Regions from separate parts of the Mus musculus genome. Here all the other regions are linked to region 2. A link is a contact called in public Hi-C and promoter capture Hi-C data. All regions are on one chromosome and are shown on one strand. Each heading gives the region's core, a stretch centred on a gene start, on an enhancer-like site or on the middle of the called end of the contact. The rest is flanking DNA. Distances are from core to core; before and after follow the strand shown.

Region 1 (2,700 bases), core at 45-2,544, 1.2 Mb after region 2:
TGCAATACCATTTTCCTCAGATTTTATTCTTGTTCATTAACCAACCTTTAAAAATTACATTTCAATTTTCTTTTGTTTTCTACTTATATCCTTGCGTTATTTTGACTGCTTTAGGATTAGCACATATATTTAAACTTAATGTAATCCATGTGTCAGTATATTTCTTTTGATCACATTTTCTATTGGTCAGATTTTAAACTATTTAATATGTCCATATATATACATGTATGTGTATATGTAACATTCATATATATTACAAGCTCACCAATATATTATTAATTATTTACTTTCAATTCTTGTATTCTTTTAAAGAATTGAAATGAAATACAGATTTTATGTAACCCAAACTCATTTTTCTTTCCATACTTGGAATACAGCTCTACTAGTAAGAAAGTTACTCTTGGTTTACCTGAAATATTTCAGTTTCCTCTTGGGTTTGAAAATATAGCTTCAGTGAGTGAAGATGTCGTCATTAGCGACCTCTTCTGCTGCCGCTTTCACATTCCAATGTCAACTGAATTTCACAGTTTCTTAGGAATCCAAAATCAGTTCAAGCCCCTCCCAGCAATTTCCTGTGTGTGGCTTCCCTGAGTTGAGATTGTGTTTAAGCTTTCATTTCAGCAGTTAAAACTGCAGTATGTTTAGGAATGACTTTCTTTGTTTCAACCCCACATGAAGCTCACTGGCTTATCTAGACCTAGATTTAATGTCTGGGGAGAAATTGTGCCACATTGTAAAATGCTATCGTCATTTTTATATTTCCTGTTCTTCATAAGCAAACTTGACATAGTCTCCCATAGGTTCCTAACGTTCCCATTTATCCACCCTCTTTCCTCTGTCTTCCAAACTGAGTAATCTATGTTGATAGATCTTTAATGTTATGAGTCTTTATCATTTCCTATTTGTTCTCTAGCCCTGATGAAGTTTTGATTTATTACTGGTTTCAATTAGATTGTTTTTTCTTTGTTTGTTTGTTTTATATTCCTTAAGTTTTCAATAACGATACTATTCATCCTTTAATTATCTGAACTTGTGTATTATAGCTGTGAAAAACCTTTTGTCGGCTAACTCTAGCCCCTGGGAAGTCAGTTCCTCTGTCCTGTCTCTGCTCTTCTCTGTTTGTCACTCTTTTATGTTTATATGCATGTCTGGTTTGTTTTGTTATAAACTTGATATTACAGATTATATAATTCTGTGACAACTTATTTCACGAGCCTTCCATTATCCCACTCTTCCTTCTGCCTGGACATGACTGCCCCTCTTATCTTCCATGTGATACATAGTCACCGAGGTTTCTGCTCAATTACCAAGTTCTAAACATGGCCTCTATTATGAGTCAGCCTGGAGATCTTCCACATGAACGTGTAAAACATGCTCATGTGTGAGAGTTCACGTTTCTTCAGCTTTGAGTTTTCTTGGTTTCTTGTACTGCTTTGCTAAATTCAGATGCTCTGGTTATATCCCTTGGATCCTGCTTAGGACACTTCCAACCCACATGGCTAGTTTCCTGCTGCCCATACATTGCATAATTAGAAAGTGTTTTCAGCTTAAAGAGCATAAAAATTAGATATCTTGTTTCCTGAATCCTTCCGGAATACATTCACCTCTGATTTCTTCCTGCTTTGTGGCTGGACTCTAAAATCTCTACTTCACCTCCATCCTCCAAATATTGTGGGCTTGGGTTACATTCCTCTGCAGTTATCTTGATCTTTAAAGTTTCATCTTACCATCTGTAGCCTCATACTCTGATTTCTGCCAGTGTTTATTAATGGGAACGGGATTTTCCAATGCCACATCATAGGTATTCAGAAATAGCCTTAGTCTATGAACTAAGAAAAACTTCCCCTATGTAATTATTCTTCTTAAAGATCTTTAAACTATTTTGTCTACATTTAGAGATATCCCATTCACTTCAAACTATTAGGAGCACTTTGTATATTATCCAGTCTTTATAAATGCAGAAGGTTTGTATAGTTTGGGACTCCACTGCCCTAACTGTAAATTACTTTTGTACATATATCCATATACAACTGATATCAATGTATCAAGTAAATGGTTTTAAAGTATGCTACTTTAAGTCAAATTTTTATATATTTTTCCAAGCATATCAATCTCAAACCTACCCTCTGGTTATTATACTTCATTTTTAAATGGATGACGCATTCGCATCACACAGATGTATTTTAAGATCTAAAAGTGTTGAAATGTTTTGTTGATACCCATCACTTTGAACAATTAATATATACTAACAAAAATAATTGAGAGCGTTGAAGTTTATTCTTGACTATGCTAGTTAACTGTGATTGCCCATTGGATTTTGAACCACATTGGAGATGTTCCTTTGGGCACGACTCTGAGCACATTTCCAGAAAGGATTGAGGAGAAAGATCCATCCTGACTATAGGCAGCACTGCTTCATAGGCTGGAATTGCAGATTCAGTGAGAAGTAAAGGGTTGCTGAGCACCTTAGTTCATCACTCTCTAGTTTCTAACTACAGCTGGAATGTGACCTTTATCTCCATCATCATGATTACCTGAGCAGGATTTGAAATTGTGTCCCATCAAATTGGTAGTCTAAAAACATCCATTGTCAGGTATTTGTTAATAGCAGTGAGTAAAGTAAGTAGTACAATGAACTTTGTTCTTCTATGGAACAAACTGATGAGATTCTAGCTTAGTCATCTAAAGACTCCAAAGACT
Region 2 (2,700 bases), core at 78-2,577:
GAGAGAGAGAGAGAGAAGGGGAGAGGGAGAGAAATAGAGAGAGGGGAAAGAGAGAGAGAGAGAGAGAGAGAGAGAGAGAGCGAGCGAGAGAGGAGAGAGACCAAGACAGATCTAGAGGCACAGAGGCATGTGTGTGAGTACCCATGGAGACCAGCAGAGGGCATTAGATCCCTTGAAGCTGGAGTTACAGGTGGCTGTAAGATGCCTTACTTAAGTCTTGGGAACTAAAGTTAGGTCTTATGGAAGAGAAAAACGTATTTAGCCACTATACTTTCTCTCCAGCCCAATAGAGTGTGTTTTCATTTCACCATTCTAAGAACTCCTAGCAAACTAAAGTTCTTTTCTTACTCACATAATTTTTCTCTTCCTTAAGAAGAGAGGCCCATTGAACTTGCAAACTTTATATGCCCCAGTACAGGGGAACGCCAGGGCCAAAAAGGGGGAGTGGGTGGGTAGGGGAGTAGGGGGGGTGGGTATGGGGGACTTTTGGGATAGCATTGGAAATGTAAATGAGGAAAATACCTAATTAAAAAAAAGATTAAGTGAGAAAAAAAAAGAATGTGTGTCTCATTTTATCTTTCATAAGAATGTAGCTGTGGGATGGAGAACAGTCAAATAATATTGGCAAAAGGGGGGCACTGACTAATCAGAGATAAATGAAAATTAACCTACTTTCTAACCCAAGAAAGACAGGAGCAAGTATGAGAACTCTAAAGAAGTAATGCCTCTATCTCTGTTTTCCTAAAATACAATGTGGAAAAAGATATGTGATAGTTAGGGTTGATGGTCATCTTGAGAGGCTCTGGAATCACGCAGAAGCCAACCTCCAGGAACCCAGGAGATCCTGTGTAGGAGGGAAGCAGTGCGGTACCATTTGAGTACTTAACATAGAGAGGAGGAAGCTAGCTGAGCAGGAAGAACCATTACTCTCTCCTTCCTCTCTGCAGATGCAATCTGACCAACTGACTCAAACTCCCAGCCCTGGGACATGTATTCCACACTGCCTGATGACAGTGTCCTCAGAGTGCTAGCCCAATTCATGTCTTTCTTCTTTAAGTTATTTTTCTCAGGGTATTTTACTACAGTGACAGAAAATATAACTAAGACAAGGAGTTACTATCCTTAGCAATTCTGAAATTTAAAAACAACCACTAGTCCTCATCTTTTATATTTAATATATTGAAATATGATTATTATTGATATTTTTCATCTTATGTAGTCAAAGGCACAAAGGAAATCTTTCTTCCAACATTGCAAGATAAACACCTGCAGAATGCATGAAGATCCTGCAATATCAGCAGAGGGCAGCAGAAAGCTTTTTCACTTGTTTGCTGCACAGCTGCCTTTATTTCTGCCGTTTTAACTTTGTGTATACAGCAGTCATTGAGTTGTTGAGCTGAATACGCGCAGAAGTGCATGGAATCTGTTTGATCTAAGTCCCCTCCTCTTCCCCGTAAGTTCTGCAGTAGCACACCGTGTTACAAGAGAAACATTCGCACGTTTAAAGCTTATTTGGTATAAACTATGAAATACCAAAAGGAAGCAGCCTTGCCTTTGGAGCTGCTTGCATTCTTAACATGGGAAACTCAAGTTTATGGGAACCATTCTCAGATCAGATAAGACGTGACTTTTTCCAGGATTCTTCTTTAGTGACTTTGCATTTACCAGTATGTGTATGTGCTAGACTAAGCCTGTTCCTGTTTAAAAAAAAAAAAGAATAGAAGTTTTACTTTCTCTAATGTCTATTTATCATACTTGTTCAAATATTCATGAGAAATATATGTTCCAGATAGAAAAAAAATTAGGTGTGTAAAAGATTTAGTTTTAATATTTCTCAAGTCATTCAACACTATGCTGTCTTTTATGACTGTAAAAGTAATTCTCATTGTCTTTTTTTTTATAAATGTCAGATAGAAAATTACATCTTGTATATTATAGAAAACGGCACTATTATTTCTTACTGTGTCATTTAACTCTCATCAAATCTATTGAATTCAACGAATGATGGCATTTTGGTTAGGATAAAGACTTTATGATGTTCTAGGATTGCTGCAGAGAGAGCACTGAATTAATTATTTGAAAATCTGTAACATGAGTGAGGGCAATGTTCAGCTGACCAGACAGCATGGGGTTTGGGTTCAGATGGCCAGCATCCACATTAGAGTAGGACATGAAAGAATGTGTCTGTAACTCCAGGGCTGAGGGAGCAGAGACAAGATGATACACTGAGCTCAGTGGCCAGCCATCCTGAGTGAACTGCTGAGTTGTGGCTCAGAGGATACCATAGACGACATCATAGTTTACCAAGGACAACATCCTCTAGCCTTTGTATCCACTGAGTCAAGCATATACATGCGAGTGCATCTGGATTTTCAGGTGCATAATCAGAAACTGAGTTGAATATCCACATTTTTCCCTGCTTCTTCACCATGGATCTAACGAGTCACCTCAAGCTCCAGCTACCTTGACTGTCCAGCCATGATGGATTATACCCTCAAACTCAGAGCCTAAATAAACATTTTTTTCCTTGAGTTGCTTTGATCATTTACTTTGTCCTGGTAATGAGAAAAGTATTTAAAAGAGCTGCCATCCTTAACAAACTTACTTTATTGTATTGAGTTATCAGTTTTTCCTTCAAAAATTAAAGTGGGCCTACTGATTACTAGTGTAGACAGCCTGTCCATACCTTAGGACACGGGA
Region 3 (2,716 bases), core at 81-2,580, 1.8 Mb after region 2:
AAAAGTCAGAGATCTTACAAGATACTGGGTATATTATTTAAGGTCCTCAAATATGGGGGAGAACAAAACCCACCATCATTTTCTTCACTCTTAGTCCCGGTTATATTTCAAGTCCAGAATTTTACTAGGAAAGATACACTTTGTGCCGATATAGGATGGGGTGAGCATTCAGGATTCACACCAGTCTTTGTTGACTCAGGTCTGTTTTGAAATGTTCTAGGTTATTCCATAGAAAGTGAGGGTTTTCCCAACTTCCAAGGTCAGTGTGCATCCCCTGGAGTGACGTCCGAACTTGCCCTTTTGGATGACTATGTGTGCAGTCCATAGAGTTCTCTCTCTCTCTCTCTCTCTCTCTCTCTCTCTCTCTCTCTCTCTCTCTGTGTGTGTGTGTGTGTGTGTGTGTGTGTGTGTGTGTGTGTGTGCTTAACTTACTGTTTGACTTCCTAGTTATTTATGGAATGATTCCTACTCAAAGAAACAGAAAGGGGAATGTGTATTTTCTCTGGTCCACTTTATGTTCAAAGGCTCAAGAATATAGTGAAGCAGAGTAGCAAATTTTCTTGTTTTGGGGAAAAAAAGCCACTCATTAGCCTTTCAGGAATGAAGCTGCTGTATCTGTCAATTACGCATTCAGTGCGACCAAACAATCTTTGTGTTGCCTGCTGGCTTTGATGCCTGGATTCTGGTGAATGAAGCTCTTAATTTATAAGAACTCTGGCATACAGAGAGTTAAAACACTTCCCAGTTTCTTAGCCTCTGTTCTCTGCATCTATGGTCCAGGGTGAGGCTGAGGGTCTTGACCTTGTCACTCTTTCTAAGGACAAGAGGAGAGGAACAGATGAATCCAACTGTGAATGCAGTGTCCCAGAAAAGAGAGGCAAAAATCCTTTTGAGCACACTGACCTGTTCAAATCTCAGTCCTCTGGGATGCTCTGCTGATAGTTGATAGTGAACTGTGCTGTGAGATTGGTTTTGCTAACATACACACACACACACACACACACACACACACACACACACACACACACATATATATATATATGAAATCACATGTCACTGAGTTGCTTAAAATCTTCCCAGTTTTTAAGATGGTAATTAGGAGATCCAATGCCAGGCTTGAGTGCATGCAAACAAGCTCTCTCTAGAAGACACAGCACACCAGTGCAAAAACATGCCTAGATAACATAACTTGTCGGAGAGGATTATTTCTTCCCAGTGAGTCTGCAGGAGCCCTTTTCTGTACTATTCAGCATTTGAGAGGAGAGAGGGAGAGAGAGAGAGAGAGAGAGAGAGAGAGAGAGAGAGAGAGAGAGAGAGAGAGAGAGAGAGGAGAGGGGGCGCATTAGTGAATAGCGACTGTGGCATTGATGTTTGAGCGCACTTCTGAACTGGCTTTTGTTGAGACTATCAGTGTAGAAAGCATGCGCTGTCCCAAATCCGCTGTTACTATGAGAAATGAGGAGCTGCTTTTAAGGTATGTTGTTGGGTCCTTTGTTTTTAACATAGGCTTTTCTAGTTTTGAGAGCTGGTGGAGACGCCAATCTTGCCCTGAATCAAGCAGCTTCCTTATCTTAGAAGAGAAAGAGAGAGAAAAAAGAATCTAAACAGAGAGAGGGAAATGAAATTGAGACCAAGAGATTGGGAGGGAGAGCGAGCAAGCCAGGGAGAGAAAGGAGAAGGACTGCTGTGAGGGAGTTGTGTGTGTACTAGTTGTCTTTTGAAAGCAGACCATGCATTTGCTCCCCGCTACCTATGAGCAGCCAGTGGATGTTTTAAGGGTTCCGAATCTGGCTGTTGGTTCGTCTTTTCCTTTGCAATGTCTAAGCCTCTTTCATTATTATGCACTCTGCATGGAATAATCATCGAAAAAGGAGCTGAGGAGACTCCATATTAGACTTGCGTTCCAAATACCACTCTAATCTGGACTTAGACACCTAAATAGTCCTCTCGTGTTATCAGGTTTGGATCACTTTATCCTGCTTGCCAAAATGTGTACCTGTTTGGAGACCTCTGTTCATGCATGGCGTCCTGGGTCCTCTTGTGCGGGAAAGCAGATACCTGCTTCCTGCATGGGTGGTGGGGTTCTATCATAGACCGAGAAGGAGACACAGCTGACCTTTTGGGAAGCGGAGAGAGAATTATGATAGAATTGGCATCCTGCTTTTAAAAATGCAGTCTTTTGTTTATTTGCTAGCAGACATTGTAGCACTGAATACATCTTTGGGTCTGACAATGGGACCGGTGGAACAATGGAGCTGTCAAACTAGCTTAATGCATGTCTGGGGCTGGTTTTCTGTTTGTTTGTTTTTTTTTTCCAGCACCCCCTTTTATCTCCTATAATCTTGTTGTGTGGACTATCAGAGGGAAGCTTTGGGTCTGCTTATTTGTGGTTTTATGCTTTTAAAAATTTATTATCTGCCGTTCTCAGAGCTTTTTGCATTTTGCAGTTATGTTGGCTGGATTAAGTTAGAGATTTATGGCTTGCCTCTCTGTTAACTACAGAAAGAAAACTTATTGATTGAGGATGCTTGTAATACTATTATCATTGTGGCAAATGCCTTGTTGATCAGACCTGCTTCTACAGTATTTACCGCCGAGGATTTTAAATGCTCCCTTTTTTTGGACCTAGGGAATGTAGCATAAAAGAGAAGTTAAGAAGGACATACTTAATGCTCAAGTAATCAGTATTCCTAGTTTTTAGCTTCCCCTTTGGCAT
Region 4 (2,700 bases), core at 126-2,625, 1.7 Mb after region 2:
ATCTCTCTTTAGGGAAGTTACCTTTTCTCAGGTAACAGCTGCCAAGTGGTCAAGTAGGTATATGCCTCAGAGGAACTCAGACTTGGAGCACACATCTCTTTCCCCTGCATATAAGAAAAGTGGCTTGAAACCTGGTTATTGGCTTCTGTGAGCCTCGCTGCTAGCTTCTCTGCCATCTTATTAAATGCTGTGTACTGGATAAGGCAGTAAACCACCTGATCTAAAAGAACCACAAAAAGTGGATTGCACACAGTAGATGGCATTAAGATCTCACATCCTCCTGTAATGAGCCAGACCGTGCTTCCCCACGCTCGCTGTCAATGGTCCCACTCCACTCCACTCTCCAGCGCCTCAGGATTTAGTATAGCATACTCCACAGGATGACCCTCAAAGTCCTGCAAGGTAGCCACTTTCTTCCTATTCTATTTGCTTTATGGCACTCTGGACTTCTAGTCTTTTCCACATCTGATCAATCTTAGTCTCTACGATTAAGCCAGTCTTTCTGATGATTCACTCGCACTGCCTTATGTATTTCTATGTGACCTATGGTACTGGGCAATTTATTGGAAGACATTTATTATAGGTAATGGTACATTAATGGTATAATAGAATTAACATTTGGTGCATACGCATCTTCTGGGAGTCATCTGCTCTGTGAAGGATGACCCTCGATGCCTTTGTCTGAGTCTAAGAGGATGAACGCACTCGCCAGTGAGTTAAAGCTGTCAGAAGCCCTGTTACAGGGCTGGGAGAAGGAATCAACCTGTAAAGTGCTTGCAATCCAAACCTGAGAATCCTGAGTTCAGAGCCCCAGAAACCACATAAAAAACCACGTGTGTAACAGGAACATCCTCGTGCTGGGGGTGTGTGTTCTAGGGGCCTGTTGACCAGCCAGTTAAATAAACTGGCAAGCGCCAGAACCAATGTGGATCTCTGTGTCCAAAAGGAAGTTGGAGAACAATAGAGAAGGAACTTGTTGTCAATCACATATCTGTACACACACACATACACACACACACACACACACACACACACACACACACACACAAAGAAACTTCTAAACTTGACAAGGTCTGCTTTAGCTAACCATCAAGCTAAGCTTTGGCCAATGGATCCTGTCTCTTCAGCTCTTCTGCCCATCCCCCCTTCCCTTTGTCTCCCGCAGAAAAGAGAAGAACAGAGTGATTGATTTCATCTTCAGAGGACACTGAAGTGTTCAAGGCAGACCTCATGAAATGATGTCCCATTGGTCTTTGCATTGTTCACGTGATTTCATAAGAGAAAGAACTTGGTGTTTATAAACTGATCAGAGAAGACAGAAACTCTTACCACAAGCTAACCTTTTGTAAGATTTTATGCACATGTGTGTGTGTGTGTGTGTGTGTGTGTGTGTGTGTGTGTGTGTATGTATGTATGTGTGTGTGTGTACCATAGCATGCATATGAAGGTCAAAGGGCAATTTACTGGAATCAGCTCTCTCTTTCCACCATGTAAGTTCTGAGTTTCCTACTCAGGCAGGCTTGATAAGAAATGTCTTTACCTACAGAGCTGTCTCACAGACTCTCGCCTTTAACTTCATTTCCTCACCTTCCAAGTGGATAATCATAGTCACAGATATATCTCTTTGTCCTCGGCATCAAATGGGAGATGAACCAGAAGTCACCCTGCAAAGTCTGATCAGAGGCACCATCTTGGTTATCTGTCTCAGGGTTGTTTATGGCTTAAGGGAAATGCTTATGAAGTGTTAAACAGTCTTGGAGGGAGTCGCTAGACTAAATGTGAGTAATTCCTTAGGAGTCAGTAATGGGGACTCTCTGAAAGCTGTACTTTGGAGAAAAAAAAATGTTTACACCGAAATAAGCATGAATCTGTATCTCCGTTTCTGTGTCCATCTGTCTAGAGAGAAGGGTGTATGAAGGGAATTTGACAAGTTTCATCTGGAGAGGAAAACTTGCTCAAGCATGAGGATGCTGTTTCTCTGAAATCTGCACTTGGCTTCTTCCCAGGGATCTGACTTCTCCTGGGCTTTGCAGCTAAATTCTCAGGGATGTATCCTCAGAAGTACTGTCTGTACCAATTCAGCTGCTTCTAGAATGAGCCACATTTCAAAAGAGAGAAAAAAAAAAGAGAGAGAGAACAAACTGAAGAGTCAAGGAGATGAAAGTGAGAACACCAGCCATATGCCCAAGATATTCTCCACCATACCCTGGGGTTCTCCAGAGCCAGCGTATGGAGTGTGGAGCATCCTGGGGAAGCTTCCATGGAGAGACTCTAAGTTGGGTAGCTCAGTTTTGAAGGATTACATCACAGTCTGCTTCTCAAACATGTTAGAAAACAGAGAAAGAACAGGCCCACATTACCCTGCTGTGTATGAGGCAGGTGCTTTTGGTGGTGTGTTTTAAGAACAGGCTGATAAATTTCCCCTATCCCAGCATGTCCCAGACCAACTGTCATTATTCCTTGAGTTACTTTATGTTATGAATTTATATATATATATATATCAGTTACCAAAGTCAGCTCAACTTTATCAACCCATTTCCATATTGTGCTTTACTGTCAATAAGAGGTTGTGATTACCTTCCATAAATATTTGTTTAACTTTTATATTTTGTGTTCAGAATACAAATATTCTTTTCTTTTTTAAAGCAATATCACATGTATTTTACAAGTCCAATCAATCTAACATGGATTCTGTAGTTT

Evidence for each region. Promoter capture Hi-C pulls out the DNA fragments that hold promoters and counts their contacts. A called contact is a pair of places that touch in the nucleus more often than the background predicts.
Region 1: a Hi-C map of cortical neurons shows a contact between it and region 2, with 4 times the contacts expected there. The contact joins two enhancer-like sites. A contact is called at or near these places in 4 of 484 Hi-C or Micro-C datasets (cerebral cortex, cortical neurons and forebrain) and 1 of 115 datasets of contacts at active chromatin or transcription factors (neural progenitor cells).
Region 3: a contact with region 2 is called in a promoter capture Hi-C map of hippocampal neurons, with 8 times the contacts expected there. The contact joins the promoter of Celf2 here to the enhancer-like site in region 2. A contact is called at or near these places in 5 of 39 promoter capture datasets (cranial neural crest, frontonasal cranial neural crest, hippocampal neurons and 2 more), 7 of 484 Hi-C or Micro-C datasets (cerebellar granule neurons, cerebral cortex, cortical neurons and 1 more) and 4 of 115 datasets of contacts at active chromatin or transcription factors (astrocytes, embryonic forebrain, forebrain and 1 more).
Region 4: a contact with region 2 is called in a promoter capture Hi-C map of hippocampal neurons, with 22 times the contacts expected there. The contact joins the promoter of 5031426D15Rik here to the enhancer-like site in region 2. A contact is called at or near these places in 14 of 39 promoter capture datasets (the 3T3-L1 cell line, 3T3-L1-derived adipocytes, the C10 cell line and 10 more) and 1 of 484 Hi-C or Micro-C datasets (cerebral cortex).

What each region holds. Positions count from the first base shown.
Region 1 is chr2:7,388,170-7,390,869 of GRCm38.p6, reverse strand. It overlaps a transcript of Celf2 not described here. Among named protein-coding and RNA genes, the nearest start is that of 5031426D15Rik, 460 kb to the right of the region's middle. Within about 2 kb of position 1,294, at least 4 of the 459 cell types and tissues checked have an H3K27ac peak or open chromatin away from gene starts, as enhancers often do. A contact at or near this core is called in cortical neurons, where this site is marked.
Region 2 is chr2:8,636,943-8,639,642 of GRCm38.p6, reverse strand. No RefSeq gene overlaps it. Among named protein-coding and RNA genes, the nearest start is that of Gm30904, 290 kb to the right of the region's middle. Within about 2 kb of position 1,327, at least 5 of the 459 cell types and tissues checked have an H3K27ac peak or open chromatin away from gene starts, as enhancers often do. A contact at or near this core is called in cortical neurons, forebrain and hippocampal neurons, where this site is marked.
Region 3 is chr2:6,883,610-6,886,325 of GRCm38.p6, reverse strand. Celf2 (CUGBP, Elav-like family member 2) reads left to right here and starts at 1,330. Exons shown (of 14, transcript NM_001110228.1): 1 at 1,330-1,474. The coding sequence starts at 1,368.
Region 4 is chr2:6,927,397-6,930,096 of GRCm38.p6, reverse strand. 5031426D15Rik (RIKEN cDNA 5031426D15 gene) reads left to right here and starts at 1,375. Exons shown (of 1, transcript NR_027890.1): 1 at 1,375-2,700. It also overlaps a transcript of Celf2 not described here.